Regions from separate parts of the Mus musculus genome. Here regions 1 and 2 are each linked to region 3. The links are chromatin contacts, called in public promoter capture Hi-C and targeted proximity ligation maps. All regions are on one chromosome and are shown on one strand. The core of a region is the stretch at or near the end of the contact, and the rest is flanking DNA. Distances in the headings are between cores, read along the strand shown. Region 1 holds the start of Esrra (estrogen related receptor, alpha). Region 2 holds the start of Lgals12 (lectin, galactose binding, soluble 12). Region 3 holds the start of Otub1 (OTU domain, ubiquitin aldehyde binding 1).

Region 1 (4,968 bases), core at 899-3,398, 280 kb before region 3:
GCTTCACCCCACCCTTTTGAGGGGAGGGAGCAGGCTTTCACAGAGCCCAAGTTGTCCTTCAGCTTACTATGTAGTCAATGATGACCTTGAATCTCTGATGCTCCTAGTTCCATTCCAAAGTGCTGAGATTTTAGGTACCCAACACCACACCTGACTTATATGGTGCTAAGGACAGAACCTAGAGCCTCCTGTAAACTAGGCAAGCATTCTACTAACCTCAGCTATAGCCCTTAAATAAAATGATGTCCCAGGAAGAACAAGGAAATTCAAACTTCATATTGCTGACTCAAGCAGCAACAGACAGGCTCAGGGCCTCCTGCATGCAGCACTGTACCAATTAGTGCCAGGCCCAAAGGGTACAGGGCAAAGGGCACAGAAGCAGGGGGTGGGGGTAGGGGCTCACCCTGGATGGTCCTCTTGAAGAAGGCTTTGCAGGCCTCACAGGATGCCACACCGTAGTGGTAGCCAGAGGCCACATCCCCACAGACCAGGCAGAGGCGTTTGGGTAGAGAGCTGAGCACTAGCTTCCCACTGCCCTGCTCACCAGACCCTGCCCCCTCCCCATCCTCCTCCTCCTTGTGCCCTGGAAGGCAGCGGGCTGGAGCTGGACCAGAGGCCAGGGTCACCGGGGGTTCAGTCTCAGTCTCTGAGGAACCCTTTGGACTGTCAGGACTGGCTGGCTCTGCCTTGATGTAGAGAGGCTCGATGCCCACCACCTGGCTGGACATGGTGCTGGTCACCTGCAGGGAAAGACCATCAGGGTCACAGGGAGGCACCCTGCCACATAGGTTGGGCAACACTGGGACTAAGCCAGGCTTCCAGGCTCAGCCAAGGAGAAGGAGGAGGCAGAGTCCAAGGAAGGGCTGCCCATGAAGAGGGCCCCCAGCTGTCGCCATGGGAACAGAGTCTCCAGAGCCTCTGAGGCCAGTAACTGACAGCAGGTCTTCCTCTTGGGAACCTGGGAGCGGCTTGGCAAGTCTAGCTCCCACCCAAGCCAGGAAGCAGGCTAACCTCAACCTGCAGGCAACTCTCAACCCCGAGCATAAGCATGATCCTCTCCTCAGTTTTCTCCAGATGTACTCCAGGAGGTACTCTCAAGTATTCAAGAGCATACTGAGGAACCGGGAGGGGGCTAAGGGGGGCCAAGGGGGGCGGAGGCAAAGGATATGGCCACTCTCTCAGGAGTTTCCACATGTCCACACATGCTCACACTCTCCTGGGAACCTTCCACTCACACATGGCCTTTAACCAGTCCCAAGTTCTCACATACTCCCAGCAAAAGAGCACACTCAATAAGCAAACTCACACTCAAGTCTTCTAATCCCTCACCACACTCTTGTAAGGGAGTCTCTCACCTCTGACACGCCACCCCCTCCAGCTTTAGCAAGCCCAGTCCAGCCACGCCGTGCAGGGCGCGGCTCCACCTCTTTTGCACCCCAAACCTGCAAGGTTCATTCTTACACTCCAGCTACCGCAGAGTTCACCACCTCTCGCGACCTCCAGGGCCGCCCCCCACCCCCCATTAACCTGCGCACACCTATGGGAAGTTGCCTGAAGTTACTAATCTCCCCTCCCCCCATTGCCCGCGGGGGACTTCTATCAGGTTATCAGGAAGTAAGAAGAGGCGACAAGGAAGAAGTTCTCCCTCGCGCTACGATGACCTATGACCCAGAGAGGAGGGTGGCCCAAAGCCCCTGCAAGCGCCCCCACGTGGCCTCAAGGGACCCTTTCAATTCCAGCCCACCCCGAGGACTCCCGCAATGCTCAAGGATCGATCTGAACGCTGCCCGGGGACTCGCTCCAAGGCCCGAGGCTAACTGGAGGCCAGGACCTGAAGCCAGTCCTGACCCGGCCGACGCACCAGGCGCGACCCCGCCCGCAGCCCGCCCCCCGCCCGCGCTTGCACATGGCCCCCGCCGCGCCCGCCCACCCCCGCGGCCGCCTTCCCCTCCGCCCCCGGACCTTGGGCTCCGGCAGGGCTGGCGGGCAGGCATGGGGGCCGAGCGGCCCGGAGCGCCGGGGTGAGCGGGGGCCGCCTCCTCCGGCCGCACCGCCCCGCCGCGCTGCGTCCCCCCTCACTCGGCGGCGCCGCTGGCTGCTTGTAGGACACAAAAGGACATCGCGGCTGCTTCCTACTCCGCTTCCTCCAGCTGACAGCGGAGGCGGGGCCGGCCTGCGCATGCAAAACAGGGGGTGGGGCCAGGTGCCCTATGCTAATATCCGAGGGAGGCGGCGGCGCCTGCGTACCCGGAGGACAGCGGGCAGGCCTTGTCGATACACACGCGTGCGCGGCCTCCTGTGGGCGGGGCCTGAACCTAGGGGAGGAGCGAAGACTAGGAACTGGTGCGGGAGAGAAGCCGGAGCACCCTTGCATCACGAAGGAGGGCGGTGCTCTGCCTTATAAGAGTGGGCGTAGCTGTTCAGTGAACTCACTCTGTGAGGGCGTTGAACGTGTATGTAAATGAAAGGCGGGTTTATGTAACTGCATATGCATAAGGGGTGGGGCCTAACAGGGTGCTGCTCCCCACCCCACCCCATTATGTTGATGGGACACTTGACAGATTTGGTAGATCAGCACCCCTGAGGACCCTCAAGTGGAGAAGCAGACCTAAAACATGCAAGTAGCCCTGGTTTGCGAGTTCCTCAAAGGCAGAGGTGAGACACGAGCGGACAAAACTCAAGGTCACTGCGGTGACCGAATGAAGGTCACGGGGAAAGGCGGGGCCACGTGCGTCCGCCTCACGCAAGCAGCCACGCACTGACTCTGGGACCATGCATAGACTCTTTAATTTCTCTAGGATTCAAATTCCATGCAGATGAGGTTGAGCTTGGGTTCGAGGGACCGGAAAGGACACGGAGCGGACGTCTCGTCGGCCACTTGAGCTGGAGGTTCACTGATCCAAAAAGTACAGCCTCTTGTTCCTGCGCTTCCTGATCCCTTCGATGTATCCCTGCAGCTCTTTAGTCATGAAGTGGTTCCTGCCAATCGTGGACCTATATGCTAGGGAGAGGGAAGAGCTGAGCTCAGGGCCATGAACAGCAGCAAAGGGCTTCCCCCATTTGAGGAACCACAGGTGATTTGAGGTGGCATTTAGTGCTGGATTTGGATCTGTGTTAGTTTGGGGAATTTTGGGTCTCCTAGGTGCGATGTGAAGAATGGAGGGGAAGAAGGCTGAAGAAGTTGCTGCAAGCCTGAACAGAGGCAGTGAGACCCAACCTCCTCCTGAGCCGCTCACTCTAACTAGTTATCTGGCCCTTTCTTCCCTCTATGTGCTCATATACCATGAGCAGAAGGTTACGCAGATAATCCAATATCCAGTACATTTACCCAAAAAAAATCCCGATGTGTCACAGCTCCCACACCTGGGAGTGAAGCAAAGCTACCCAAAGGCTGTCACTCCACTGAACAAGCAGAGAAAACAGACTTGCTAGAAAGGGGCTTATTTTAAGTCCTCTGAGTCACTCACTCCATTGAGTCGGCCTGTGCCTACTCTCTTGACTTTTAATTTTTAGGGCATCCTTGTGAGTGCTAAGGGGATCTGACAAGACTACATATCCTGAAACTCCACAGCCCCAAGCCCTGCCAAAGCCACCAGGATCTTTTGTGGAAGCTGGGGTGGGGGTGGGGGTGGAGTGCTCACTGATGAGGGCTTTTTTGAGAATATCCAGAACTTCAGTCTCCATGAGCTCCATCAGAGGCAGAGGCAGCTGGAAAAGCAACAAGAGACTCAACCAGTTCCATGGAAAGCTGAAGTGGTCCCCACATGACCTCCCCAGCTTGCCTGCCCCACTTTCCTGAAACCTGCCCATCTGCTGCTGCCCACTACTCAACCCCAGTAGTCTCCCCAGTAGTATCCTCCAACCCTGTTCTGCTGCTCTGTCCAGTAGGTTCGATGTGGCTTCCATAGGCTGAATATTAGTGATTCTGAAGTAGACGATGCTGGAGAAATGAAGAGAGAAATCGGTCTTGGTCAGGCTCCTGGGTCATGGTGGGAGTGGGGTTCAGGGAATAGCTGCAGCTACACCCTGCATCAAAGGTCATAGGGGACACTGGTTTCAGCCCTAGGCTTTAGAATCCCACCCGGCTGAGATCCAGAACCAACTGTCCCGCTGTGTGAGACTTGGAGTCATTCATAGGAATTCCCTCTTGTGAGAATTGTGTGCCCTCTGAAAGTGTATTGTTGGGAACTGAATGCAGGGCATTGTATAAACTACGAAAGAACTCTACCAGTAAGCTATGTTCCTCAGTCCAGAACAGTCTCTTATGGCAGTTGTGCCATGCAAAGGTCACAGTACAAGAAGTCCTATGCTTATGTAACAAGTTTAATATAAATCAATTGTTATATCTGTATCACTCTTGTTTGTTTAGACATGTTCCCACAGTGTGGACCTAACTATCCTGGAACTTGGTATCTAGACCGGGCTAGCTTTGAATTCACAGCTTCCTGAATACTGGGTTCTTATCAGTACTCATTGCTTGATGAAGGTGGAAACGGACGGGACAGAGGATGGACACATACACATCTCAAACAGTGCTTGGCATACTGTGTGTAACCCCAACACTCAGGAAGATACCAAGATCCAAGGTCATCTTGGGCTATACAGTGAGACTCTCATTCCAAAAAGAAATACAAAGCAACAATAAAGTAACTATTGACCAAAAGAGAGACTTCCAAACAGCCAGATCCCAGCCAGGGAAGGAATTCTGTCCTTTCAGCTGGTGCAGTGATGAAATTAAACGCACAGGTGAGGGAGGGCTCGAAATATGCTTAGTGGTAAAGAATTTTCCTACCAAGAGTGATGTACTCGGTTCGACCCCCAGCACCACATTAAGATAAAAAGCAAAACAAAACAAAACAAAACAAAAAAAACAAACAAAAAACTGACTAGGTCTTCATTGACCTGCTTGCCTGTGCGTTTCCCGGGTTCCTCGTAGTAGGACGCCTGCCCGGTAGGGGGAGCTCAGAG
Region 2 (4,587 bases), core at 108-2,607, 400 kb after region 3:
CACTCACAATGCTAGCTTGGCCCTTGGTCCCTCATGTACAGGAGCTGGCTGGCTGTTTTTCCATTAGGATCACTGAATAAGATAATTGGAGCCCTGTCTTTCTCTTCAGCAGGCTCAGCACAGTGGGTGCTCCACAGAGGGTGTGCAGACAAGCTGGAAGGGGAACCTGGGGCAGTGTCACAGGGTCAGCCCTTATAGGTGGCTTGTCAACTCCCAGTGGCAATCAGAGAGCCCAGACCACTCCGAGGAGCCCTCCAGGTGGCGGTCTTAGCTTGCGAAGCAACAGGCTGTGGGGACCTAGGAGGTTTCAGGTGCTTCAGCCCTGTTGCTCAGGCACCTGGGGGGCGGGGGTGGGGGTGGGGGAGGAGCCAGAGGCCAGGATCTCTACATGGCATGGCAGCTTGGCAGGCAGCCCAGTGGCTTCCAGTTCCCAGGCTCTTGGCAGAATGTGTTAATTAACTGCTCTGATGGAGGTCTCTAAGGAGGAGAGAACCAAGCAGGGGAAAGTAATAATTAGTGCTCATTAGTGGTAGTGCCTGCTGGGAGTTTGGCCTTCTGAAAACGTGGCTGGGCTTCAGAAAGTCTCCTGGGCACTGAACAGGGGGAGGGAGAGAGGAATCCACATTCTCCCTGACTAGGAGGGTTTCCCTCAGGCTTGGAGAAGGGGCTGCCCTTAGTCATTAGTGTCCCTCATAGCAATCCACCTCCATTCTTCTAGCCATCTATCCCAGAAGAGGCGTATTGAATAGGCAAGGATCCTGGAAGCCCGACCAATCACTTGCAGGCTGGAATTTAGCTGATTGGTCGTTTTATTACGCTTACTCACCGGGTGGAAGACTGGCGGCTGCAGGATGAAGCTGTCAGGAATCGGGTCCAGGTGTTCGTCAGTTGACATGGGGGAGGGGCAACTTCAACTCAGCCTCTGATCCTGATTCCAGCAACGCGATTCCCCACGGAATGGACTCACTTTTCCCAGCCTCTGCAACAGCTATCCAAGCTGTTAGTCTTACTTGTTCGCTATGGAGTTCTAATGCTTCTTGGAGCCGACCTGGGAGGGGCACTGGCCCACCTCTAGGAACCACATCAACCCCCGCTATGATGGTACAGCAGCAGCTTTGCTGGACTGGACCTGCTAGCAGAAACTCCCGCGCGTCCAGGGGCGGGTAGCTGGCACTCACTCATGGACTTGCTAACTAGCCCATCTGTGTCTGTGTCTGAAGCACTTGGCCACTTCAAAGGGAAGCCTAGGGCCGGCTCATTTCAGCGAGGGCTTTTGTTTCCTGGGGCTCACCTGGGCCTTCAGCGGATAGTAGGAAGGGAAGCTGCTGCTGCTGGTGGTACACGTGTGCAGGTTCCTTAAGAGGCCCCGCCCCCAGGTTCCTGGCTCCTCCCGCATTCATTCCCTGGTTGCTTTCCCCTCTCTTCCCCTTTCCCCCAAGTTGTTCAGTCCCTTGAGGCCATTTCAGCATTAGCTGCAAATGCCAGGGACCAGCTAGGGTCACAAGAAAGTGGAGTGACAAAGGCCAGGCAGAGGAGGGCTCCCTTGGTCTCAGACAAAGCAGCACTGGCTAGAGGGAACACAGCCTCTGCTCTTACATGCTGTGTCCTTCCACAAGTCACTTCTCCTTGAGCCTCCCTTTGTTCATCCCGGTGTCACAAGGGTGACCATGGCTGGGCTTTGTGTTTGAGCCTGGACCCATATTGCTGTTTTAGGAGAGGCCTCTAGGCCTGGCTCAGATTCCAGTTAAAGTTCCTCTTTCAAAATAGCATAACTCCTCAACTTTAGCCTACGTTGGGAGGTTTCCTGATCTAACTATGGGGTCAGACTTGGCAGCAGGGAATTCCTGGTATGTCAGCTACACAGGGTGTTGGTACAGTCGTTCCAGGGATAAGAGCGCCATGTGAGGGGCCTGGCGGAGGGATTGGGCAGGTCTACCTCACCTGATCTCCCCACCTAGAAGTTTGCCAGAAAGGTGAACTGTGGCGTCTCCACCCCGGGACCTACTGGAGAAAGCTCTTTGGGAGTGAAGTCCAGGAAATGGCCTTGCAGGCAATTCTACTGAGCATTAATGAGAAACCCTGACTTGGGTTCTAACTGAAAGCACTTTGGGTGCCAAGCAAGGAGTTTGTTCAGCTGTGGCTGGGTAGGTGTGGCAGGAGAGCTGAAGGTGTTTCTGTGGGAAATCCAATCCTGGGTGTGTTCAGAAAGAGATATGTTCGCCACAGTGGGGAGGAGAAACGGCAGGTGGAGAGACCAGTTGAGCCAGGCTATAGTGCCCTGCACTGTAGTCAGATCTGGGTCCCCAAGGCTAGTGGTGCCCTTCCCCCACCCCACATCAGCCCTGCTGGGAAATGAGGGAGGAGGGTGCACTCATTTACTTGGGTTGTCATAACAAAATACAACAGATTGGGTGGGGTGTAAACAACAGAACTCTATTTTGTCTCTGTTCTAGAAGTTCAAGATCAAAGTGTTGTCTGGGACCTCTGTTGTGGGTTGGCAGCCAGCCTTGTTCTCATACAGTTGTCTCTGCTGGGAGGGTCTTGGACGATTGCAGAATACCTTAAGAATCCATTCCGCAGACCAAGAAAGGGACCTTCTTCACCTGGGAGTCAGTTGACAACATCTGGACACTTGATGGAATAATTAGAGGGTGTGAACATTAGGAGAAAAACTAGTCAGGACGAATGGACAAAGTTGGCAGCTGGCCCACCACCATTCAGCTTAGCTGGAATTATTTTTATGTATGTGGGTATTAGGTAGTCCAGTTTCATTTTTCTCAGTATGAATAGTAATTTCTCTCATCATATAAGAACTTTTTTTTCCCTTTCCAGCGACGAACAAGGTCCACCATGTCTTGTGTTAGGTTTTCATGAACGAATATTACCAACTACCTTCCACCCCATGGGTCTTCCACCCCACGGTTCTTGTGGTATCCATTCATTATTACTTTTATTTATGTGTAGTGTATGCTGTGTGTGCTATAAATTAGATATCTATTAGATAAATTAGATCTCTAACATACTGCTGGTAGAAATGAAATTGATACTGTCAGTTAGAAAAGGTCCTGGTTTTTTATATTAGAGCATTATATGCTGAACATTATATGCACCCTAGGGTATTAAGTCTTATGGACTCTCATGTGTGAGCATACCAAGACACAATTCAGTTCCTTTTCAGTGCCTGTTTCAGTCAAGGGAAGAAAAGCAGACAATCAAACCTATCCACCCCAGTAGCTTTATCATTGGATCAATAAATAAATCATGGTATGAACACACAGTTTACAATCTCTACAGTAATATTAGGGTGTGTATAGGTCTCTGTAACCACCACAGGCAGCAGAGTAATGACCCTTAGGAAGCAAGAAGGTAATTCCGTCCAACACTTCTAAGTAGCTAGTGTTGGTTCAAACTTTGCAAGTCTGACTCTGAGTAGTTTATTTTAGGCAAATTTAAGCACAGCACTATTTGGTAAAAATGCACAATAAAATATAAAGTAAGCTAAACAAAGATTGGCTATGACCACATTGAAAGTCTTTGTAAGGGCTGGAGAGATGGCTCAGTGGTTAAGAGCACTGACTGCTCTTCCAGAGGTTCTGAGTTCAACTCCCAGCAACCACATTGTCACTCACACCATCTGTAATGGGATTCGATGCCCTCATCTGGTGTGTCTGAAGACAGCTACAGTGTATGTATGCATGTGTGTGTATATATATAAATAATAAATCTTAGGGAAAAAAGAAAGTCTTTGTAAGGTACATGTGATACCTTGATGCATTTTATAGCTTGATTGAGTAAAACAAGCTCATGTGATAAGAGTCTGGGGAGAGGATCTGATGTGGTCTCAGCCACATATTGCAAACGTCGCCAGGCTATTAACCATATGGGTAGCAGGTTATAAATCTCTTCCTTTGAAGGAACAATCCTATGTGTAACATTTAATGTTTAACATTAAAGGTTCCCTAGTATTTATCTGAGGGCACAAGGACCTCTTTGTCTCCTACACATGATCGAGTCATAGGAAATGCTGGAAGAAATGATAGTGGCATTTGTCTCAGTGCATTTGCTAAGTGTATTAGTTGCTTTTTTTTCTGTTGCCATGACAAAACCCAATACTACAGCAACTTATAGAAGTTGTGTCTTATTTGGCCTTACATTCTAGAGGGACAAGAGTGCATGATGTTGGGAAAGCATAGAAGCAAGCAGCAAACGTGGAGGCAGGAGCTGGAAACTGAGTGCTTGTACCCAACCATGCCCACCAAGCAGAGCACACACTGCAAGTGGCACAGGCTTTTCTCTCTCAAAGCCCACCACAATCAGCAAGGCCACACACCCTAAGCCTCCCTATATTAGTCAGGGTTCTTTAAAGGAACAGAACTGATTGAATGAATGAATAAATACCATGAGTAGTCCTATGATGGCTGTCTCATGATGGAAAGACCAAGACTCCAGTAGTCAGTTAATCCTCCAGAGTAGATATTTTTGCAGTCTTGATCTGGTGCTTGGAGTCTAGAAGGAGCCCGGAAGAGCTGCTGGTCTTTAGTCTCTGTTGGAATCTTGAAGACTCAGGTTCTAATACTACCGAAGGAA
Region 3 (4,932 bases), core at 1,248-3,747:
CAACCTTACAGCCACCCTACAGGCAGATGCTTTCACTGTCCCTATTTTACAGATGAGGACACCCAGGGCTCAGAGACACTGAAGGACCTGTCAAGAAGACAGCTGCTGAGTGGTAATCTGATATGAATGAGGTCTCAGTCCAGAGGCCACACTTCAAGAACTAGCAATAGGAGGTGTGTCCCCGCCCAACACCCGACCCTCTCAGACATTAGGCCTGACAAGAAGCAGGGCTGAAACAGGCTCCCTCCTGCCCCTCTGGCCAGGATCCCACCTTGATCTTCTGTTGGTAGATGTTGTCATCCTCAGCATACTCCTTGTACAGGACTGAGAGTTCCAGCCGCTCTGACACCAGAGGATTCTGCACAGCAATCTGCAGGGAGGCAGGAGACTGAGGAAGCCACGCCTAACACCTACAAACGGGGTGGTGGCCATCCAGCAGCACAGCAACCCCACAAAAGCATAGAGTGCCTAAAGTAGACTCAGAGACTTGAGAGACTCGAGAGGGGAGGGCTTCAAAACAGACACTAGGTCTCAGGCCCTGACTATGCATCCCCACCACAAAGCCCTCAGCTACTCCCTCCCCAACTTTCTTCGGCACCTCACCTCTTGCTGAATTCGGTCCTGCTGAGCCATAATGGCTTCATCATAGGCCAAACAGTTAACACCTAGAAAAAGGAGAAAAAAGAAGTGCCAACCAAGGGTTCCTATGGGGTCTGGCTATCTCTATGGCAGGCAGCTTTGGCAGAACAGGTCTGGAATCTGGAACCCTATGCCTTACACCCCACTGTGTATTCTTAGCAAAGTTCTTCCTTCTTTGAGTTCTCATTTCCTCATCTTTTGGAGAAAGTAGCTAAGTGTGGTGTCATTTGGGAGGCTGAGGCAGGAAGACCACAAGTCTATATAGCTAATCTCTAAAAAAATAAAAGTAAACAAGGGAGCAATTACAGACCAGAGCAGGATTAAGAAGCCTAGGAGTTAGAGATCAGCTCTGGAAATATAGCAAGCCTTTATCTTGGAAGAAAAAAAAAATAGGGCTGGGCTTGAGACCCAGTGGTAAAGATATATTTGTCCTGCAGGTGTGAAGCCCTAGCAACCTCAAGAAATAAGTAAATATAAATATAAATAAATAAGTAAAATGACAAGTAAAGATCACCCCCAAAGCTCTCTTGCAGCCCCGATATTCCTTCCTCCCTGCCTTCTAAAAGCACTGTGTAGCATCTAGGGAATGCTCTGGGGAAGGGAGCTCTGGGAGAAAGCAGGATGAAGGGGTGGAGCCCTAGGAAGAATGAGTGCATCCTGTAAGCATGCACTTTACTGAGACACGCCCTTTGTCCTTCTGTGGTCCCCTGTATTGTTCATTTTCCAAATTAAAAAACAAAAAACAAAAACCAGAGGTAACTCCATCTTGTCCAAGGTCAAGTCCACATTTGTAAAATTCCAGTCTGAGCTCTTGGACATGTCACTTGCCAAAGTCCTCTCCCCTCACCTCTAGAATGGATTAATGCCATCACCTTGCTCCCATCATCAAAATATGCTGGGATCCTGCCAGCAGCAACTACTACCTAAGCACTCTCTAGAGTCATCCACGGATTCGGGACGTTCGTTCTGAGGACTCTAAGCAGCTATTGTAGGAGTTTCTAGTCTTGGATCCTTCTTAGATGTGATGGAGAACAATTTCTTTCTGCGTATCTGGGTTTCCTAGTCCTCAACCTCTAGAATATAGTGTGGAGTTAGAGTAGGGTGTGCGAGTATGACTGGCTTTTTAAAGCCAATCCTTTGGGGCCTGGTTATCCTAGGTTCTCAGCTGAGCTTCCCACCATGTCCTACAACAGGACTGTCCCTCCCACTCAACAGACTTACTCAACCCCTAGAGCTCAAGTTCTCGGGAGACAGGGAGAAGGTGTGACTGGTTTCTGTCTTTTTTTAAAGACCAAGAATCTAGGAAAACAATGCCTGGATCCGCTCAAAGGTGCTGTAAGGCCAGCACAAGCTCTAAGGCAAAGAGCCGCCAATGGCATCCCGAACGGCCCAGCAGGGACTTCGTCCTTGGAAGCCCGGCGTTCCTCAACGCCTTTCAGCAGCTCGGCCCCGGCCTAGGCCTCGGCTTGACTGCTAGGTCTCCGGCGGGCTGACTGTGGGAGCCGGCCGAGGCCACGGGACCGGCGGAGGCGGGGCGGCCCAGGCCCCGCCCCAGGCGTGCGCGAGAGGCCGAGCCCCGGCCCCGGCCGCCCCGCCCGGCCGGGGGTCGCCGCGGCCCTGCTTCCATTGTGAGGGGGAGGGGAGGAGACGCGGGGAAGGGCTCGGTCGCACGCTGCGCCTACTCCCCAGGGCCCTGACTCCCCGAGTTCCTCGGGAACGGCGGGCCGTGGATTGCCCCCGCTAGCCCGGGAAGGACATCCTTCCCTCCGTTCGTACCTTCGGAGTCGCTACCCAGTGGCTCCTGCTTCTGCTGCTGAGGTTCCTCCGCCGCCATCTTTAAACAGCGCCGCACTGGCGATCGCTTCCGGGTTATTAATTGCCCTCCTCCCGGAAGGGAGCCCCTCCTTGTGGCCCCTCCTTCGCAACGCCCCTAGCAACAGGCTCCCTTTGGCAGTCGTCAGGGCCTGGGCTGCTCCTGCTGCCCTGGAGAGCTTGGGGGGACGCCACGCGCGCTTCCACATTCCACTTTCCCAAAGGTCCTGCGGGGCTAAGGACCTCCTCGAGTCATTTCTGTTTTCTGTATACTGAAGTTTGAAACGCAGGTTGTGTAACTAAGATAAGGAACAAGATGGAATTAAAGTCACTAGAAGGTTAATCCCAGCTGCGCGTACTTTCAAGGTACAGGACGGTAGCTGCAGTGCGGAGCGCAGAGCCACCTCGAGACAGGAAGTGGTGACAACCTCCTGACGCCCTTCGGAGCCTTCGCGGCCTCTCGCCTCTCACCACTGAGCCTGTTCTCTAAAGCTGTAAAGACCTGTTTCCAGCACGGGGAGCATCTTCCCTTGATACCAAAACCAAAACCCTCGACCTAACTTTAGGCTATATGTCCTCGTATTTGAGAAAGCAGAGCCACTTAAAAGCAAGAATTTGAGTCCATAATCCGAACATGTGAAAGGTGGAGAAAGAATGGAGGATCCGGCGTTCAAGGTAATCGTGGAGTTTCAGGCAAGGCTTGGCTACAAGAGACCCTGTCTCAAACAGACCAGACCAAACCAAACAAAACCTGAGCCAAAAAGTGGCCATCTTTGCTAATTTTTGCCGAAGCTACCCATTTTCTTTGAGTTATGTCTCCATTCTGAGAAATGGACATTCCCATTTGCAGGCCCTGTGTACCCTGAAAAGCAAACACCAGAGCGTTTGCAGGAAAAGGCATTTACTTCTTGGTAGCCTGGCTATAGCCATCACTGAGCCACACAGATTCCTTTTACCCTCCAGAATATCAGTTCTCTGTCCTTACTAGTCCCAACTCCAGCTCCTGTATGGTCGGTCTACCAGTCCAGGTAACTGGAGGCCAGGGTGGAAAGCACTCTTAAAGATTTAGAAAAATCAGGCCGGGCTGTGGTGACCCATGTCTTTAATCCCAGCACTTGGGAGGCAGAGGCAGGAGGATTTCTGAGTTCGAGGCCAGCCTGGTCTACAGAGTGAGCTCCAGGACAGCCAGGGCTACACAGAGAAACCCTGTCTTGAAAAACCAAAAAAATTTTAGAAAAATCAAGTACAGACTAGGCATGGTAATTCCAGCACTAGGGAGGCATGTGGATCTCTGAGTAGAGGTCAGCCTGGTCTACACAGTGAGTTTCAGACTCACAGACTACATAGAGAAACCCTGTATCAAAATAAATAAATAAATAAAAACAAAAGGGGGGATTGCTATACAAAGAAACCCTGTTCAAAAAACAACAAAAACAGAAAAAATAAAAGGGGGGAAGGAGCCAAAAAGAAATCGTGTCCTTTGTCATCAGCTATCATTCCTTTGTTAAAATTTTTATTATTGTGTCTATAGTGTGTGGAAGGCTGTGTGTGCCAAAGTGCTTGTGTGAAAGAGCACAATTTTATAAAACCCATTCTCTCCACTTTTACATGGGTCCTGGAGATGGAACAAAGGTTGTCAGATTTGTGTGGCAAACACTTTACCCATTGAGCCATCTTGCCAGCCCACCTCCTTTATTTATATATATTTTGAAGATTTATCTGTGTATATATATGTACCACATGAAAGACTGGTCCCTGGGAAAGCTAGAAGCGGGCATCGAAGGATATAGGTGGAGTTAACAATAGTTGTAAGCCACTCAACCTGGCAGTCCCATGAGTGCTAATGGACTGTGGTCATGGAAAGACCTTCTATAGTGAGAAATTGGAAGCCAGAGCCTCAGTTATAACTTTTTTTTTTTTTTTTTCCGAGGCAGGGTTTGTGTGTGTAGCCCTGGCTGTCCTGGAGCTCACTCTATAGACCAAGCTGACCTTGAACTCAGAAATTCGCCTGACTCTGCCTCCTGAATGCTGGGATTAAAGGTGTGTGCCACCATGCCCAGCCAGTTATAACTTTTTTTTTTCCTTTCTTTTTTTTTTTAAAGATTTATTTATTTATTATATGTAAGTACACTGTAGCTGTCTTCAGACACTCCAGAAGAGGGAGTCAGATCTCCTTAAGGATGGTTGTGAGCCACCATGTGGTTGCTGGGGTTTGAACTCCAGACCTTCGGAAGAGCAGTCGGGTGCTCTTACCCACTGAGCCATCTCACCAGCCCCAGTTATAACTATTAAAACATATTCTTTCCTTTTATTTTAAAAATTGTTTATTTATTTTATATGAGTGCTTTGTCTTGATGCACACCAGAAAAGGGAATCAGATCTCATTACAAATCTTTGTGAACCACTATGTGGTTGCTGGGAATTAAACTCAGGTCCTCTGAAGAGCAGCCAGTGTCCCTAACCACTGAGCATTTCTTCTGC

Evidence for each region. Capture Hi-C pulls out chosen DNA fragments and counts their contacts.
Region 1: a contact with region 3 is called in a promoter capture Hi-C map of liver. A contact is called at or near these places in 9 of 39 promoter capture datasets (the C10 cell line, cranial neural crest, erythroid cells and 6 more), 28 of 484 Hi-C or Micro-C datasets (B cells, CD4 T cells, CD8 T cells and 18 more), 7 of 130 datasets of targeted methods (the SCID.adh cell line, effector CD8 T cells, embryonic stem cells and 4 more) and 3 of 9 other capture datasets (adipose tissue, liver and pancreatic islet).
Region 2: a targeted proximity ligation map of pancreatic cancer cells shows a contact between it and region 3. A contact is called at or near these places in 3 of 39 promoter capture datasets (the 3T3-L1 cell line, the SN4741 cell line and neural stem cells) and 4 of 130 datasets of targeted methods (embryonic stem cells, large pre-B cells, pancreatic cancer cells and 1 more).

The regions. Positions count from the first base shown.
Region 1 is chr19:6,919,660-6,924,627 of GRCm38.p6, forward strand. Esrra (estrogen related receptor, alpha) reads right to left here and starts at 2,149. Exons shown (of 7, transcript NM_007953.2): 1 at 1,963-2,149; 2 at 404-740. The coding sequence starts at 728. It overlaps Catsperz (cation channel sperm associated auxiliary subunit zeta), which reads right to left. Exons shown (of 5, transcript NM_001039494.2): 3 at 3,864-3,940; 4 at 3,642-3,708; 5 at 2,767-3,001. The coding sequence ends at 2,892.
Region 2 is chr19:7,605,836-7,610,422 of GRCm38.p6, forward strand. Lgals12 (lectin, galactose binding, soluble 12) reads right to left here and starts at 1,358. Exons shown (of 10, transcript NM_001356574.2): 1 at 1,292-1,358; 2 at 827-988. The coding sequence starts at 895.
Region 3 is chr19:7,203,787-7,208,718 of GRCm38.p6, forward strand. Otub1 (OTU domain, ubiquitin aldehyde binding 1) reads right to left here and starts at 2,498. Exons shown (of 7, transcript NM_134150.2): 1 at 2,416-2,498; 2 at 604-665; 3 at 272-370. The coding sequence starts at 2,473.